Linked DNA regions of Triticum aestivum: region 1 is linked to region 2. The links are chromatin contacts, called in public Hi-C maps. All regions are on one chromosome and are shown on one strand. The core of a region is the stretch at or near the end of the contact, and the rest is flanking DNA. Distances in the headings are between cores, read along the strand shown. Region 1 has its middle 220 kb from the start of LOC100873101. Region 2 holds the start of LOC100873101 (transcription factor MYB44).

Evidence for each region. A called contact is a pair of places that touch in the nucleus more often than the background predicts.
Region 1: a Hi-C map of leaf shows a contact between it and region 2, with 3 times the contacts expected there. The contact joins the enhancer-like site here to the promoter of LOC100873101 in region 2. A contact is called at or near these places in 3 of 5 Hi-C or Micro-C datasets (leaf and root) and 1 of 1 datasets of contacts at active chromatin or transcription factors (leaf).

The regions. Positions count from the first base shown.
Region 1 is chr5D:258,997,786-259,003,178 of IWGSC CS RefSeq v2.1, reverse strand. No RefSeq gene overlaps it. Among protein-coding and RNA genes, the nearest start is that of LOC100873101, 220 kb to the right of the region's middle. Within about 2 kb of position 2,853, at least 6 of the 8 cell types and tissues checked have an H3K27ac peak or open chromatin away from gene starts, as enhancers often do. A contact at or near this core is called in leaf, where this site is marked.
Region 2 is chr5D:258,781,330-258,786,937 of IWGSC CS RefSeq v2.1, reverse strand. It overlaps LOC100873101 (transcription factor MYB44), which reads left to right and starts at 1,859. Exons shown (of 1, transcript XM_044540625.1): 1 at 1,859-3,487. The coding sequence starts at 2,007. The coding sequence ends at 3,038.

The DNA.
Region 1 (5,393 bases), core at 1,604-4,103, 220 kb before region 2:
GCAATGATCGCCTAATCAAGTATAATTAGCGTCTTCTGCCAAATGCACTCCACACTACCTTCTGCTAAATGTAATGTAATTAGCACAAAGTCTTCCGTCAAATGCTAGCCATTCTAAGCGGACGCAAAGTAGAGGCGATACGTGGTCCTTTTTTATTCACCAGATGGATGTGTGGACACCCGCAAAACCTCCCACGTTTGGTTCTAGTTTGATGAAAAAACATGGTCTGCACCGCTCAGCGAACCGATATAGAACCGTGTTAGATGGCAAACTGCGTCTAAACAGCACGCTTTAGACGCTTGTAGGAGATTTGAGAGTCTGTCTTTAAGATGGCCTTAGGCCTTGTACAATGGGAGGTGCTTAGGAGAGGTGCTTAGAGAAATAAAACAGGCTTTTTTTAAGCACCGGTGCTTATTTGTATAGGATAGACGCTTAACTAAGCGTCTCTCCTGTAGAAATAGGCACCGGTGCTTCAGAAAAATCCGGTTTATTTTCTAAGCATCTCTCTAAGCACCTCCCATTGTACAAGGCCTTAGCGGGGTAAACTGTCCATGGATCTCTCACATAATGGGCCTACTTTTGTAACAGAATGGGTGCACCCGGACGGCCAGATTGTTGATGGTTTATTCAAACGACGTGTCACCGTCCACTCTAGCCATGAAAAGCCCGGAGCCTTCCACCTTTGTGCAACAAACGCAGTGGCGGCTACCGCAGGAGAAGCAAGTCAGAGTCCTGGTGCGTGCTCTTAATAAGCCGTGCTCTATTATTTAATTTGCTTACTTTCTCATGTGAGATGTGGACATGCAGAGTTGGCCGTTATTTACCCATCTTTGTATGAGTGCAATTAGACATATTTACATAAGGCCAAAAGGCCAACTAATTAACCTCGCTGAAGCTTGCCGTTGATGGACTGAGATCCGCTGAACTGAACATTTTTATTCTATTTTTGCAAAACAGATTATGTTCAAGCTTCACCTTAAAAATGCAGAGTTAACCCACTTCACCGAAAGCAGATGACAAGGCCATAAGACACATGGAAGGGATTTGATTTACATAAAAAGGATACTACCGTAATTCAACACACAGCGCCAAGCGCATCCTAGTCAGAGTGTCCTTTTGCTTAACCAGAAGCAAGCAGAGCACCTCACCAGATCTCCGTGTAGTGGAATTCTGCGGCCCCCAGAGGAACCAACTAATTAACCGATGCTGCTGCTTTGCCATGGCACTATGATGAAGCATATTCCTTCCTTACCTACCGTTTATAACTTTCAAAAGTAAAACATGACGCATCCGCCACAAATTTAAGCATATGCATTTGTCCGTTAAACGATGCCCACCATGACCACAAAATCGCAACACATGCTTATGTTAATACGAGTGTTAACTAAAGTTGGAACCAAAAGCAAGCTCAGTGTTGTGCTAGCATTCTTCAAGAACAATTGAAATGGAGTAAAACAAATGTCAAAGAGCCAGTGGAAATGGCGATATGTGCATAGCCAGTCAGTGGAGCAAAACAAAAAGGAGAGGCGGCCGGAATAATACTGCAGATCGAAGGCCAGTGTTGCTGCTGCCTAGATGCCATCAACAGAGGGGTGCTGCTCCCCTCCACCCAACAATCTCCAATTATTGTCTCCGTTTGTGAAATTGTTTAGTCTAATGAAATCAAGCACATATATACTCCTACTTGTACAACTTTTGAAGCAACTTTTGCACCCCCCGCGAGCACCCAATAACCGTACCTTAAAGCGGCCGTATGAAGTCTGTGAAGTTTTGCACCTACCAAGTTGTTGCCACTGAGGATTCATGCAGCCGGAGATCAGTTAAACAACTAGCAGCACTAAACATGGTGCATTATTGCTTCCTACTCACCATGCAAAATGTTGCTGCTCTAGTGGGAGCTCCAAGAACTTTCTATTGGGGCAAATATTTGAATATTTTGTCACGGAAAGAAATCAGAATGTCAGTGTATCTGGTGACGAGCGGCCTAGCTTTTGCAACCGTTTTTGGACTAGTTTGGGTTGAAGCCCTCTCACTTCTGTGAAATAGAACATTTCTTTCTGCGAAGCTTTTTCTTTTTAGAAAAGGAGGGTGACCCCCGGTCTCTGCATCTGGACGATGCATACAACAATTTCTTTCTGCGAATGAAAATAAAAACATAATCCTTCATGTTTGTGACAAGTTTTACCCCAGTTAATACATTTTTAGAGGTCATGGAACGTACGGGTACCGGAACGGGAGGGATGACGAAGTATAAAAAGAAGTTAATTCCATCAAAAGGGAGGGATGGCGAAGTATATAAATCAAACTTCAGATTTTTGAGGGATGGCAAATTATGTTGTCGCAGGGTTGACAATTTCTTTTAACAAGCATGACAAATCCTCCTCATGTTTGGTTTTCTGACAGGATTTATCATGCTTGCTAATGAAAATTGTCGTTCTCGCGATAATACAGTTTGCCATAAAACATTCAATTTAAGGTGTTTAAGAGTTGATGTCAGATTTTTCAACACTACAGTAATAATTTAGGGGTAAAACATAAAATACAGAGGTCGTGGGACCTACGAGTACTGGAACCGGAGGGATGTACCGACAAGTGGGTAATAGCTGGCAACCTTCACGTGGCGCCATCTCGACGAAGCACTAGTGCACAACGAGTGCAAGACGATATCCGAAAGCAACGGTCGCAGGACCGCAGTCTGGTGCAGTGATACCGCAGTGCACATTTTTTCTGCGTAAAACCAATATACTCCATGGTTAAGAAGTGAACTCGAGTGTACGTAGTACGATGGGAAAGTGACACGTCAATAGGGAGCACTCGGTTGACAGAAGTAATGAGAACACCAGACACGATCATGAATTAACGGGGGGCCCACCCGTGCAGTCAGTTAACTGTTGAGACGCAAACGCATCCATCATCACCACACAGCTGTGCAGCATATTTTGACCAAATTAAGCAGGGAAAGAGGATGATGCCTTGCATGGACGATCGCCACAAACGTTACGTCGGTGGCGGTGGGGATGTTAACGCCTTGGACCCAAACGGGACAGAGGTGGACAAAAATACTCCTACAGAGTTTGCTAGCAGTAGCTGCCAGTTTGAAACAGCAATTTTTTACTGGCCCAATGATCGTTTCCCGAAATGTATAACAGCAAACAAAATACTACAACATGTACTAGTACAATGGAGGCAGGGGCGGAGCCCAATGGGCCAACCCTGTAGCACAGGCTACAGGGTCCAAAAGAAAATTTAGTGCTAATTATAAGGTATATGGCCCGAGGCAACAGGGTGGCCCATCGAGTGTGCATCAGGGTGGCCCATGAAACCAATGAACCAGGCCGCACCAGCTCCGAGGCACGCGCGTACGCTCTCGCAGCCCAACTCGCGGATTCAGGTACGGCTGCGGCTGGGCGTTCGGTCTTCTAGTACGTGATCGTGACTTTTCAGTTTTCTACTCGAGAAAAAAAACAGCGACCCCAGATCCCAATCCTATAGTCTTCTCATCTCCCGTGATCTGTTCCTGGCGGCTGGGCGGCTGGCGTTCGTGCAGCAGCGGCCAGCCGGGCGCCGGCAACCAAAAGGCCGCCGATCAACGGCACGACGCCGGACGCCGAACTCCTCCAACGCGAGACGCGACTAGCCGACTACGCTTTGAGTCCAAGAGACTCATTTCGTGATTTCAATTTCGATAATCTCATGAGTTTGGCTAAACTATACCCTCAGGATTTTGATTCCGGGGATTTGAGGGATCTTGATAAGGATCTATGTCTCTATATTGCTGATGTGCGCACAGATGCTAGCTTTTCCAACATAGCAACAATCACCGAGCTTTCAAAAAAAATGGTGCAAACAAGGAGACATATTATGTATCCTTTGTTTTATCGGTTGTTGAAACTAGTAATTGTGTTGCCTATTGCTACAGCTACAGTTGAGAGGTGCTTTTCAGCAATGAAATTGGTCAAAACTGACTTCGCAGTCGCCTCAATGATGACAGCTTGAGTGATGATGTTATTTGTTATGTGGAGAAAGAAGAGATGAAAAAGGTCACCAATGATCAAGTGGGTTGAGTATTTCATGGCTAGAAGGAAAAGAGTTTACTGAAGGTAATTCATAAAAAAAGCAAATTAACGTACTTTCATTTGTGCATTTTATTATGTTCCACACTTCTACTTGAAAATTCAATACTAGTTTTTATACTGTAGGTTATTGAGTCTTGGTGTGTGATGAGGTGTTTTGGAATCTGAGAATGCAAGACATCCTTTTGAAGTAAATTGTCATTTGTTTTACTGTTTTATTAAGCCGTTTACCTCTTACATTTTGTTTTTTATAAACCGACTTGTATTATGTTCTGTAATTCGTGTTACAAGATCTGAAACATTTCTTTATTCATTGCATCCTCGCTTGAAAAATTTATGCCATAGTTAAGTGGTGCTTCAGGGTAAGATTAGCTCCAGATCCGCCCCTGAATGGAGGCGCTTATTCATGTAGGAGTAGCAAGTTTCATCACGAGGGAAGCAATCCGTAGGTCTGTAGGCGTCCTTTTTTTTTAATCAACTTAATCATGAACCTTTTCTCGATCTATATTCATCTCTTTGTTGCTCCCTTCGGTTCTATGTTTCTGGCCGGACGCAGCTTTCCTCGTTTTTACGCTCCACCGTTGTCGATTTACACATGCACACTCGATGTATGCCCTCCATCCTACACGACACCAAAGGGAAAAAAAGGGGGAGTTGGGACAGGATGGGAAGTCTCTTTCGTTTGATGCAATATATCAAGGCGGTTAAACGATGTTGACGTCGACTTTAGCAATCAATATTGTTTCTGATATTTCCATTTCCGATATGTACACTTGTCTCAGAAATGCTTTCAAATGTTACAATCCTCCAAGCAAACGACCGGGGCGCTGGAATCATCTTTGACCGCCCGAACTATCACACCCTTGTTGGGGTTGTTCAAATCCCGCAAGTCTCACACGAGCAAATTATGATTGACAATATCTAATGAAACATGCCCGCAAAATCCACGGAATGCAGTTTTTGATCGTTTCGTTGTGTCCAATCCAGTGTGTTGGGACCCATCTTTGATGGCTTTGCGGTTCTCCCCGCGGTGAACACTCGCAGTGGAATCATTATGCATTAATAAAAAGACGACTTTAAGTGAGCCCCATTAGTCCCGGTTTGATAACGGCTCGGTACTAATGTGACCATTAGTCCCGGTTCCAACGACTAGGGGGCGGGCATCAATAGTCCCGGTTCGTGGCGTGCCTCTAGTCCCGATTCACGTCACAAACCGGGACTAAAGGGGTGGTGGCAGGCATGTGTCAGGCTTGGGCCCACGAGCACATTTAGTCCCGGTTCGTGTAACCAACCGGGACTAAAGACATCATTATATATAGT
Region 2 (5,608 bases), core at 610-3,109:
CCATCCATTTTCGATGGAAACAAAGCAGAGGGCGGGCGGGCGGACGTGATCAAAACTGTTTCCGGGGCACGGCGCTGCGTCCGTCATAACGACGGACACCCTGCCACGTCCATCCATGCACCCGGTTTAATGTCGAGTCGACCGGGTTTGTTTCGGAGCAGTTGGCTCCCTTCTCGTGCCGTGCGCACTGCACTGGAGACTGGAGTGGGCCACCAATCCCAATCCCGCGACCGCGCCTCCTCAACTCCCAACGGCCACGACGACTCACCAGCATCCCATCGCACCAATCCAATACCGATTCCCTTTTCCTTCCTCTATTTCTCATCACGTTCCAAATCCAGAAAGAGAGAAAGAAAGCGAAATAGGAATGAGCTCCTCCTGTGCCTCACACGTTACTGTAGGAAATCTGGCGTAGTATCTGAATTACCACTGCCTAGAGATGCATAATCAAGTTAAGTGGTGGTACAAGAAAACAACACATACTCTCGCGTGGAACGAGCGCCACACGCGTGTACTACACATGCACATGGACCAAAACGGTTACGTTGTCGACGCGTCTCCATGGAGAACAAAAAACAAAAAAGTAAATTCATGGAGCTAATGTGGGCCTTTCAGCCACAGGAACCCTAGTCGCCGCCGCCAAGAGAGCCCACCCTTCCGGCGGCTCCCCTCCGCCGATGACCTCTTGGTAGGTCGTCGGTAGTGAAAGGGTCGCTGGATCACGCGCATGCGATTGTTTTAGCTTTAGGCTCTAGGGCCCTAGTAGCTTAGGTTTTTGGATCGTTCGACGTCTTGGCTTCGGCGGCAGCAACGACGATGCTGAATAAAGAAGCTCCGGATTCTTCTTCGGCGAGGCGATTTGTCTTTATGGTCGGTGATGGATTTGGGAACCAGCCGGTTCAAGCGGGGATGTCGTGGCGGTGGCGACATCTTGTGACAGACTTGCGTCCTAGGGCTCTGCCGTTACGAAGGCGTCTGCTCCAACGTCGACGCGAAGCTTGGGAGGTAGTCTTGGAGCAGATGCAGATTGTGGTATGCATTGTCAACATATGTAAGACAAAACATGTGCGGGGTTTCGTGGTTGATGGATGGCAGGTATGGTTTCCTCCTTCGGCGTCTTAGTCATGGTGGAGTGCCAGATCTGGAGTTAGTTGGCGTGTCCGGGGAGTTGCCCCGGTTTGGTTCTTTCAACGGCAATGGCTTCACCTTTGGTGAGCCACCTTGGAGGTCCGTAAAGTTGCATATCGGTGATGGAGGCACGTCGAGTTCGGGTGAGGAGGTGAACCGTCATTTTTTTTCTCGGGTGATTGCTGTGCTGGTGCTGGAGACAGGTGACAGCGTTGGTGTCAAGCTCAGAAAAGTTATGTTGTCTTTTCAGTTTTGTCATGTCGGTCGTTACGTAACTTGTATTTTGATCTTTAGGATACGAATGAGACACGTTTTACCATTATAAAGGTAAGTAGATGGGAAAAAAATTCAAATATCAGCTGGGCGAAACAATATTCACGTTCGTCGTGCATGCATTTTCCACCCATTAAAAACCGAATAGTCAGGTATTTCCCACGAGAGTGGTCATTTCCGTTGGAAGCGATAGCTGAGAGATATTATTTGCTTGCCTCCTTCCCCGTCCCTATCCATCCGTCCATACCACACGTAGGAGTAGGAGTCGGAGGAGCAGGAGAGTCATTTGGGTTTCAGTTGGAGAGACGCCGCGTGTCCCGGGGCCAGCTGTACCCACGCCACAATACCATCAACCGCCCCGGCCCCTTCCCTTGCTGGGCTGGAACCCGTTACAACCGGCGACACCCGGTCACCCCGGCCTCCCGTCCCAGGTATATATCCCACCCCTGCCCCCTCCGCTCCCCCTCACTCCTCCCCTCTGTCTCCTTCCTCCACACCCCATCCCATCCCACTACCACCAAGGGAGTTGATTATCAGATCGGTAACCTCACTCGCTACTCGTAGCGGTTACCACACATCGATCGACCGAGGATCTACCGGCGGCCATGGCGGCGTGCAGAGCAGGAGGAGGCGGGGGCGGCAGGGACGTGGACCGGATCAAGGGCCCGTGGAGCCCCGAGGAGGACGACGCGCTGCAGCGGCTGGTGGGGCGCCACGGCGCGCGCAACTGGTCCCTCATCAGCAAGTCCATCCCGGGGCGGTCCGGCAAGTCCTGCCGCCTCCGCTGGTGCAACCAGCTCTCGCCGCAGGTGGAGCACCGCCCCTTCACCCCCGACGAGGACGACACCATCCTCCGCGCCCACGCCAGGTTCGGCAACAAGTGGGCCACCATCGCCCGCCTCCTCTCCGGCCGCACCGACAACGCCATCAAGAACCACTGGAACTCCACGCTCAAGCGCAAGTACTCCTCCTCCTCCTCGACATCGGCCTCGGCATCAGCATCGCCGGCTGACGACGCCATGGCAAACGACGACGACGACCGCCGGCCGCTGAAGCGGACCAGCAGCGACGGGTACCCGGGGCTCTGCTTCAGCCCCGGGAGCCCGTCGGGGTCTGACCTCAGCGACTCCAGCCACCAGAGCCTCCCCTCCGTCATGCCGTCCGCCGCCTCGCAGCAGCCACACGTGTACCGCCCGGTGGCGCGGGCCGGCGGGGTGGTCGTGCTCCCGACGGCCACGCCTCAGCTGCCGCAGCCGTCCCCTCCGTCTCCGCCGCCGCCCCCTCCTCCTCCGGCGACGTCGCTCTCGCTCTCCCTGTCCCTGCCTGGCTTGGATGCGCCCGAGCCAGCCCCGGTGGCGCAGGCGCAGCCCATGTCCATGCCACCACCTCCTGCTCATGTGCCTGTACAGCCCGCCGCAGCGCCTCAGATGCCGCCGCCCATGCCGTTCCAGCTCCAGCCGCCGCCGGTCCCACAAGCACGGGCGGCGGCGCCCTTCAACGGGGAGTTCCTGTCGATGATGCAGGAGATGATCCGGATCGAGGTCCGGAACTACATGTCCGGCTTCGACCCCCGGTCATCGCCGGCCGACGGCGTCCACGCCGCCAAGCGCATGATGAGCATGGCCAAGATCGAGTAGCAAGCAAGCAAGCAAGAAGCAGGAAGATGAGTCTGTCTGCTCCACTCAAAGAGCCAATGAATTAATCAAGGGACGCCAAGAAACAAACGGAAGGCAGAGGCGGCAAGTGAAATGAAGAGGAGATGAAGCGAAGCTCGGCGGCCCGTTTAGATCTTCTTGCCCGACAATAATTCCCTAGTAAAATGTCTCGATTAGTTTTTTTCTTCCCTTCCTTCCTCAAAGTTCCTTCGAAGATCGTCCGATCGATTCATGTTTCCGTTCTTCAGAGACGAGACGAGACGAAGAAAACCTCGTCGCTAGCGTGGCAAATAAACTAGGCAGGGCAGGGCAGAGCATAGCAAACATGTTGCTTGCTGGATCGCTCCAGAGTTCTTTTTTGTATAGAGAAAGGGAAAAGAAGAAATGAAACGAGATGGGGGAAATGAGAGGCCGAGTTCGTGGATCGATCACATCTGCTGCTTCAATTTTACTAGTAACTACTCTACATAGTCGTTTCGTTTTTGGTGCTAGTAGTAGGTGCACATTTCTGTTTTGCGTTGGCTGTTTTGTGGTTGGAGTGCCTGGTTTGGGGAGCAGAGGGAGAAGGGCGAAACGGAATTATGGTGGGAGGGATCGATCGGCAGTGGAGAATGGGCGAGCGACAGCTAACTGCCTGCCTGTTGCGCACCTCCTCTCTCTCTCCTCCTTTCAAGTTTATTTACTGAGGAGGATTGATATTATTTGGACATGTGGGCGATTGATGGACGGACCGGAGGGCGTGTGGGGATGGGAATGTGAATGGCGGAAAGGGGGCTTTGAAACGGCAGCTAGCTAGCTTAACAAAAAACAACGCAACGCAAAGTGAAGTTATTCAGACGACACAACTCACATGACTGACTGACTGAGCACTTGCATTATTGTCCCAGAAAGACGGAGGAACAAGTAAGCTCTCTCTGACTGCTGTGCTAAAACTAGTCAAGTTGCTGTTGGTTTCTGGTTTTCAAACCGTGTCCACGCCCACCACACTCTTCCACCTCCTTCTGGAATTATCAACAGCAGCAGCAGCAAGCAAACTCAACAGAAAAAAAAGCACTCAACGACCAGATGAAATTGATGTAATTCCATATTGGAGTATCTGAACCCTAGCACGGAGGCACAACAAACATTTATTTCTTACAGTATGCATTGGATGAATTCAGCTGAGGAGAGCCACGCCTGCCGTTGCCGGTGTCGCGTCTATATACATATACAATTCCGTTCGCATCCACCATCTATATTCGTATGCACCCCGAAACAGTGGCCAGTAGTAGTAGTACTAGTATATCTGTACCGCGATCTCCTGTGTCGGTTTGTTCCGTTGGCGACGTCAGCCTGATGGTTTGTTTGCTGCAGCTGGTTGGTTGGTTGGTTACCAGTCAGTCAGTCGCAAGGCTCTTCCTGGAATTATTATAGGCGGGCGTGCATGCACATATACACGTACGTTGATTGATGGATGGATTGATGGGTGCGCGCGGTTTGCCCGCCCGGCACGAGATGTTTCCGTTCCGGTTAGATGTTGTTTTCGGAGGCAGTTCATCATTTCTGGTCCCGGGCAACCCTCATCCATCCGATCCCTTCCGTTCCGTCGAACCTGACCTGACCACCTAACACGGGCCGCAAAATTAGTACTAGTATCATACTATTAGTAGTGTGCTAATGCTGGCATCGGATAGCTACGAGCGGTCAGTCGGTGGTTTCGTTTTGGGCCGGGAAGCAAGGAAGGAAGGAAGAAAGCTTTGGGCGGAGAAAAAGAAGGCCGTTTTCTGTTAAGGTGTCATCGGTCAGTCAGCAGTCAGTTCAGGGAAAACAACATTAATGGTTTGCTTGGGAATAGCATTTGGTTGGGTCGTAATCGTATGTGTGGTTGGGGTGTCGACGGTCCACCGACGGACGGGCGGAGGCCAAAGGCCGACCGCGACGATTTAGCCGCTGCCTGCCTGCAACGACCAAACATCAACCAAGTGACGTGAGGCGCTGGGCAACTCTCTTCTTGCTTTATTATGCAAAAAAATGCACGTTTAGATACTCCAAACGAACGGGATTACCTTGTCGCTTCCGTTTTGTTTCTCGTGTGTCCGTCCGGAGATATGATTCGTTTTGCCAAAAGAGAAAAGAAAAAAACACGTATGATTCCATGCAAACATGCACAGTACGCGCCCACGACGCCAGTCGCTCTGACCCGTCCATTGCCCCCATTTCAATCACTTGATTTACCAGGCGTGGCTGACCGTATGCATGTAGGTAGACAGATGCTGGATGAAGGCGTGGCGCTCCGTTGGTGCAAGGGAGGCGACCAATTGACATGCTGCTCCTTCCTGTACATACGAGACGAGAGCGATGATTTGCTAGCTGGGTTGGGTGTGATGCGGACGTGCATGGCCCTGCAGCTGCAGCTCCGCCTTTTTGACTTGGCCGTTGCCGTTTTCCATTATGCATGTCCGTTTGCTTGCTTCTTCCAGTTTCCCCGCGTTTCTTTTCTTCTGGCCGTTGTTGCGTGCCAGTTGGCTAAACGGTCAAAGGCCCATGAATCGATCCATCCATCGGTCTCATCA